Linked DNA regions of Sus scrofa: region 2 is linked to region 1. Evidence: chromatin contacts called from public Hi-C data. All regions are on one chromosome and are shown on one strand. Each heading gives the region's core, a stretch centred on a gene start, on an enhancer-like site or on the middle of the called end of the contact. The rest is flanking DNA. Distances are from core to core; before and after follow the strand shown. Region 1 has its middle 280 kb from the start of AGTR1. Region 2 overlaps AGTR1 (type-1 angiotensin II receptor).

What was found. Hi-C and Micro-C count contacts between places; a contact is called where the count stands out from the background.
Region 2: a Hi-C map of liver shows a contact between it and region 1, with 2.1 times the contacts expected there. The contact joins two enhancer-like sites. A contact is called at or near these places in 13 of 47 Hi-C or Micro-C datasets (embryonic fibroblasts, fetal heart ventricle, fetal skeletal muscle and 5 more).

What each region holds. Positions count from the first base shown.
Region 1 is chr13:88,649,756-88,653,144 of Sscrofa11.1, reverse strand. No RefSeq gene overlaps it. Among named protein-coding and RNA genes, the nearest start is that of AGTR1, 280 kb to the left of the region's middle. Within about 2 kb of position 1,779, at least 1 of the 83 cell types and tissues checked has an H3K27ac peak or open chromatin away from gene starts, as enhancers often do. A contact at or near this core is called in liver, where this site is marked.
Region 2 is chr13:88,962,899-88,966,287 of Sscrofa11.1, reverse strand. The region is part of intron 2 of AGTR1 (type-1 angiotensin II receptor); the gene reads right to left. Among named protein-coding and RNA genes, the nearest start is that of AGTR1, 30 kb to the right of the region's middle. Within about 2 kb of position 1,582, at least 5 of the 83 cell types and tissues checked have an H3K27ac peak or open chromatin away from gene starts, as enhancers often do. A contact at or near this core is called in liver, where this site is marked.

The sequences.
Region 1 (3,389 bases), core at 530-3,029:
AATGTAGTCTTTGTTCACAACAGATTTCTGTTCAGAAATTGAAACCTCAAGAGGAAGAAACATTTTTTATACTGAAACCCAGGAAAATTACCATTTTGTCATTCAAGCTCTTGGATTTCCTCCCTAATTCTTTCCCAACACATCCAGATTATGGCTTCCGGTGGAGCTGCCTAATCACACAGTGGGAAAGATACATTAATGGAAGTCAGAAGTAGGGCATTGAATAGACTAATGGAGGCTTTTTAAGAATTCCAAGTACTCTTCATATTAGTACCTTTGTCATAAAGGTGACAATATTAACAATAATAATCCTCTCTAACAAAAGACTAATATCAGGTCTGACTTAGTAAGAGGCACTGCTCCACTCTCCTGTGTCCATGGATGCCCTGATTTCCATTTCTAGTCCCCAGTACATAGTGTTCAATTCAATAACCTAAATTTTTACTGGTAAAACAGAACATCAAAATGAATTCAGTAATTAGCTTCACCATTAGGGGGCTCATTTAATTTCAATGCTGATGCTATCCACATTTCCGTTTTCAATTAATCCAAATATAGAAATGTTATAGTAATCAGACAGTATGTTCTTTGAAGAGCTGATCTTCTGACATTGGCATGGCGTCAGTAAACTTTCATTAGCGATATGATCATATAACACAATTCTGAACAAACAGAACTTTTTCTCATCTGTTTTCTTGAATGCACTTATGTTGCAATTTTAAAACATTTGAGACAAATGCAACTTCTCCTAGTGTGATTTTCTGAGAAAAATATCAACCAGTTGTAAACAAGATAAGTGTTTTCATAAGATTCAGAATGAAGTATATGAATTGAGATCAAATCCTAGAAATTTAAAGCAGTTATGGAAAATTTCCTTGACAAATAATGTGTGTGTGTGTGTGTGTGTGTGTGTATACACACACACCTGGTGGGATAGGGTTGCAGATTCCATTTTAGTAGCAGATGTGGCATATGTGAAATTATGCAATGTTATAATCATTCCTTTAGTTCTTTCTGGGATATGTATCTGTATCCTAAACTTATCTCACAGTCCAGTAACTATGGAAGCAGTAAAGAGAAACACTGAGATTTTAATCCGTATCTAATTATTCTTCAGTAGAAAAATTTCTTAAATGGCCTGCTCCCTCTCTAGAAACAAGGAGGATTATTTTTAAATGTGGTTAACTCTAAATGTGTATAAGTCACATTTTCAAATTATGCTGTCAGGGTTTCCCTAGAGAAAAGTCAAGAGAGATTTATCATTGGGCAAATATATAAATATATAATCATATGGCTTTTACGTATGTTCATTCTTATGTAAGAAGCAAAATAAATAAATAAATATTTAGTGATTACTAGGAGAGTCATTCTTACCAACTGGAAGCCAACTGAAAGACTTCATTTGGAAAAAAATGTCTGATCATTTCACAGAAACAGTAGTCACGGGACAACCCAAAGAAAAGCATAAGAAATATTTTATCAACAGGACCAAAAACAGAGAAAATGAAAAGACGCAATCAGAGAGATCCAACACCTACTGTCATCAAAATGAGAACTGTTGAGTACAATGAGATAAATTGGATCTTCCTGGAGTAGTTGGAATTATGATGAGGATAGCTTTCTAAGAATAATTTTTAAGTAGCTGCAATGCAGTTTTCAAGTAAGAATTAAACATTAACAGTTTCTAAAACCCTCCAAAAAACTGGTCAGGCAATAGGGTTGTTTGACCTTTGCTTCCTAGTGCCAAATCAAAGCAGGCTGTTTCATAAGAACAGAGCACCACCTTGTGTTGGTAAGTTATTACACCTTCCTAGGACACCTTAGGAGGCCCTTGCCATGGTAGTAAATGATAGCTTGTCAGTAGTGCTGAGTAAAACAGGCAAGTGTAACAGCTTCTCAGTCATTTTAAACACTTAGCCTTATGTATTAGCTGTGCTTATGTTCTAAGAAAGATAAGGAAAGAAAACAATATAAAAAGATGGCTAGTCTGAACAAACACAAAATATTTTTTGTAACTTTTGGTATAAATGCTTTGTCTCAGGAAATAATTTTGTAAGCTGAATCTATAGCTCTGATCCTAAATTGAGTTTGTCTTTCACAAATTACACTCTTTTATTTTTTTAACTTGAACTAGGTTGAATATCAACAAAGCAATTTTGAGTTTGAAATAATTTAGAAGTGCATTATTTCCCAAAAATTCAACAAATAGTTTATTTAGAAACCACCGAATCAACTATCTTAAGTTGAAAATAAATTCACCTTAAATGCTTCTGGCAAAACCATAAGAGTGTTTATGAGTAAGAAGAAATTTAGTCAAACAAAATTGCACACCTTCATTTTCATAGTATCATTGGGCAAAAATTTTATACTTTATATAAAATGAGAAATGTAACATTCTGCAACTAAAAAAAAATGTAATCTTTCTCAGTCTTTAAAATTAAGCTCAAATCTTAACATAAATTCTTCTGTGGTTACTCCATCCTCAGTATTCTTAGGGCACTTAGTTTTGTAAAATTAAAGCTGTTTTGTATTAAAATGGTTTTTGTTCATGTCTCATCTCCTCCTGTCTTCAGTTCTTTGGCTACGAGGACCTGGTCTTACCTCTTTTGACATCTCTGGATGGTCTAGAAGAGCACTTATGCTCCAGAACTTTCTGCAGTGGTAGAAATGTTTTCTCACTGTCCAGTATGGTAACCAGTAACCACACATGGCTCTCAGGAAATTGAAATATGGCTTATATGACTAGGAAACTAAATTTAAATTGTATTGAATTTTATTTAATGTAAACTTAAATTTAAAGAATCATATGTGACTAGTGCCTGCTGTCTGGATGGATTGGTCTATAAAAAATGCCTTAACAGAAAAAATCTCCATTGAATGAATCAATGTTAAAGTATTTGAACATGATGTATTAAATGATTTATACTTTTTAGTACAGGGAAATTTTAATCTTCTCTTATATGTCCCTTCTCAAGTAACGCTTGAGAACTCAATAACTCCTCCATGTGATAACTTTTTATAATCTAAATAATTAAGATAGTTTAGTTTACTGCCTATATTTACCTTCTGTCCTTCATTCTGATATAATTTAAAGAATTATTTTGTTTTCTTCATCCTGGATGAATTCTGAAAGTTGTTTATTTATTTGTTTATTTGTTTCATTAGAATAGCATAGAGTTTTTGCACATCTATTTAAGTAGATTTGAAATTTATATGAGTAGGCTTGAAATTCAGTATTAGCTTGTCCAAACGTCCAAAGTAAAGTTATAGTAGAACCTCTTTTCTCATTAATTCTTTCTCTCTTTGCATCCTGACCAAGTACTTAGGATAATATGGCATCCTGAAAAGAATTTTGTTTTTCTTTTTGTTTTTGATTTTTTTTTTTTGCA
Region 2 (3,389 bases), core at 333-2,832, 310 kb before region 1:
TAGTGGGTAGAGACCAAAGATACTGCTAATCTTCTTGTAAGGCACAGGACAAGGCCCCCTGCAAAGAATTATCTAGTCTAAGATGTCAGTAGTGCTGCTGTTATTTCTAATTCAGATTTTTTCCCCCTTTCAATTCTTGATAACCTGTAGTTCTTATTGTTCATCGAATAAATTAACTATACACTATGTTTTATTGGTGGCTTTTGTTTCATGTATTATATTCATATCTTCTCCAGGAAACTACAGATCCCTCAAAAGATCAAATAGATCCCTATTCTGTCAGGTAGTCTTCAAATGTTCAAAGTCATGTTGAATACTTAGGAGCTCTAAAATTGTGAGTTGACTAAACATCTATTGTATCAAACCATTCTAGAAATTATCCTAAGCATTTTCCAGAACTCTAGGATTCTGTACAAGGACAATGGAAGAGAGAAATTGAGCTTAGACTCATTATAAGGTCTTCAAGGAATTTGATAGCTCTTAAAGTAACCCCAGGGTTGCCTCTGGAGGGAGGTAGCCACCAGGTCTGGAAGTCACCCTGCCCTCTAGTGGTCTCACTGCCATAGACAACTGTTCTGTCAATCTAAGTTATTAGTATCTGAACCAATTTTACTATATTTGAATGTAAATAGCTTAGCATTCACATTAGGCTTTTTTTTCCTTTGTGGATCCACACATTAAATATACCTTGCCATCAAGGCTCTCACAAGAATCAAACCAAGTAGAGAAAAGTGAGAAAGTAAGGATAAACATTCCTAGTTACAAATAATAATCTCTCCAAGTTTGGCAACCAAACAGTTTCAACTACTTAGTCTGAGTCTCTCTGCCTTCTCTACCCAACTGCTTTTCTGATCCATAAAGGCAGTGAGTAGTTATCTTTGTATTTGAAGAGGAACATTTCTGGAAAAAAGAGTTTCTAAAAGACCAATATTAATACAGATCTATGACCAAATATTTTAATTGTTTATTGGTTCCTGTGGGTATTTTCCTTGCAAATTTCTTACAGACTAGTTCCAGAAGAAAAGCACCATTGTGTTTGAGATACCAGCTAAATCTGAGGAAATTACACTTTCTCTTTTTTTTCCATTAAGAACTCTATTCTCTCACTAGGAAAACACCACTGTACTTCTTATCACAGAATGCAGCCTTTTCTGTATACTGATGCCAAATGGGTAACATTTTAGTGGGGCATTTGAAGTTGTGATATGCAACTCCATGGGAGACAAACAAGGTCATTCAGAAGGTCTTTTCATTGAGAACATCAGAGCTTTCAAAAGACCCAGGCAGCCTTTCCTGAATAATTGGGGTAAAACTGGAATAAAGAAAAAGCCCATAAAGTACAAAAATAAGCAATCAGAATTAGGAGGGAAAAGATATGGTGAATGCTGATGCTGAATCTTAATATATAAAACCAAGAGCAGTGAGTAAAAAGCAACATAATTTAAGCAGTTGAAGAGTAGAAATCAGTTGATTGCTGGAGTTAGCAGGAGAAAAAAAGACTGAGAACAAATACCAGTCTGGAACTGGGGGGTGGAGGACTTAGCGGTTTTTTTCTTTGACTCTCTAGAAATTGAGACCTTAGGCAAATCATTAAACCTTCACTGAACTTTGCTCTGACAAAAGGGAATGAGACTAAAGCTTCTACCTTGTCCTTGTAAGAATATTGTTAAGATTCTATGTTTAATTTCCTCAAAAGACAGTAAATTATACCCATTCACTATGAATATATTATATACCATAAAAACTGTCATGAAAGAGCCACTGCCTTTTTAAAATAAATCTTCTGTGGTCTTGTTTTTCATGGCTCAACTGTCTGATGTAATTGAGTAGAGGTTTGCACTGAGAGACTATGGTTTAGGCCTTAACCCCATGAAGTATTACTTTTAGCCTATGTTTGTTCAGACTGCTTTCCTCCACCAATGTGAACAATCTTTTTTTCCCCAAACAGTGTTAAAAGCCACTTTCCAGGGGAGTTCCCGTCGTGGCGCAGTGGTTAAGGAATCCGACTAGGAACCATGAGGTTGCGGGTTCGATCCCTGCCCTTGCTCAGTGGGTCAAGGTTCCGGCGTTGCCGTGAGCTGTGGTGTAGGTTGCAGACGCGGCTCGGATCCTGCGTTGCTGTGGCTCTGGCGTAGGCTGGCAGCTACAGCTCGGATTCGACCCCTAGCCCGGGAACCTCCATATGCTGCAGGCACCGCCCAAGAAATGGCAAAAAGACAAAAAAAAAAAAAAGAAGAAAAAAGCCACTTTCCAGCACTTGACTTTCTATGATGTAGATTCACTGTTGTAACATACATATCCATAGTAACTATCCAGGTAAATCCAAATTTAGGGTGGAAGTGTTGAGAAGCGTGAATTTTTTTGTTGTTTTGTTTTAGAACATTATCCAGAATGGCAGCTTTAGCAGATGGTCACAATCCATTTTTTAAATCAGATTTTATTATAAAAATCCAAAGTATCCTACCTCTTTGTCAAAGATAGTCCATAGAAATATTTCAAACAAATAGTGATGCTGTACTTTTTAAAAAAATTGTTGCAATATTAGAGACGCCATTGTTACCTTTTTTAAAAGATGCATTTTGTTTGCAGGTTTGTGAAGTTCTTGCAAACTGATACAAGACAACATTTTAAATAAATTCTCAGGCATGTTTGCAAATACGGCACATGTTGTATACATATTAGGAAATTTTACTTTTATTAATCTTTTTAAAGTATGCCTAATGAAAGACATTCCACTATTATAATACATAATGCTCAGCTTTTCATAAAGAAATATTGAATTGTTTATACAGGTATTTCATACAGTACTTTGTTCTTTATAGTACAGCCACTATAACTTGATAACTCATTGCACTACTTTAAAATCCTTAGTAATATCATGAACTTAATTTGCTTAAGATTTAGTACATTTTGTAACTCTTGAACTCTTGACAAATTACATTGGGAAAAGGAGCCTTTGTTAATAGTTATTGAGTCTCCCTCACTCCACGCCTACTCCAGCAGAGCACTCTATTCATTTGGAATGGTTTTCTGTTTATGATATGTTTGTTTTCAAGTAAAGTTCAAAATCTACAACTCAGTTCAACACAAATCTGTTTAGCTTTAAAGTGTATTTGAAGTAATATTAAATAGGCATTTAAAAACACAAATTAGATGTTTTTAAATTTATGCATAGTAATTTTGCGCTGTAAAATAATTCCCTCCCCCATTCCCTCTCTGCCATTTTGAATATGCTTATTAAAACATTTTTTTAAACGTAAAAAAAAAAAAAGGTATGGCTGAGGTGGAAAGCTGATGTCTGTATCAAGAGGTGTACGTTAAGCACTTAGAATCTTAAAAGGGAATGTTGACTTAATGTCAGCAGAGTCTGGTGGCTGGCGGACATCATG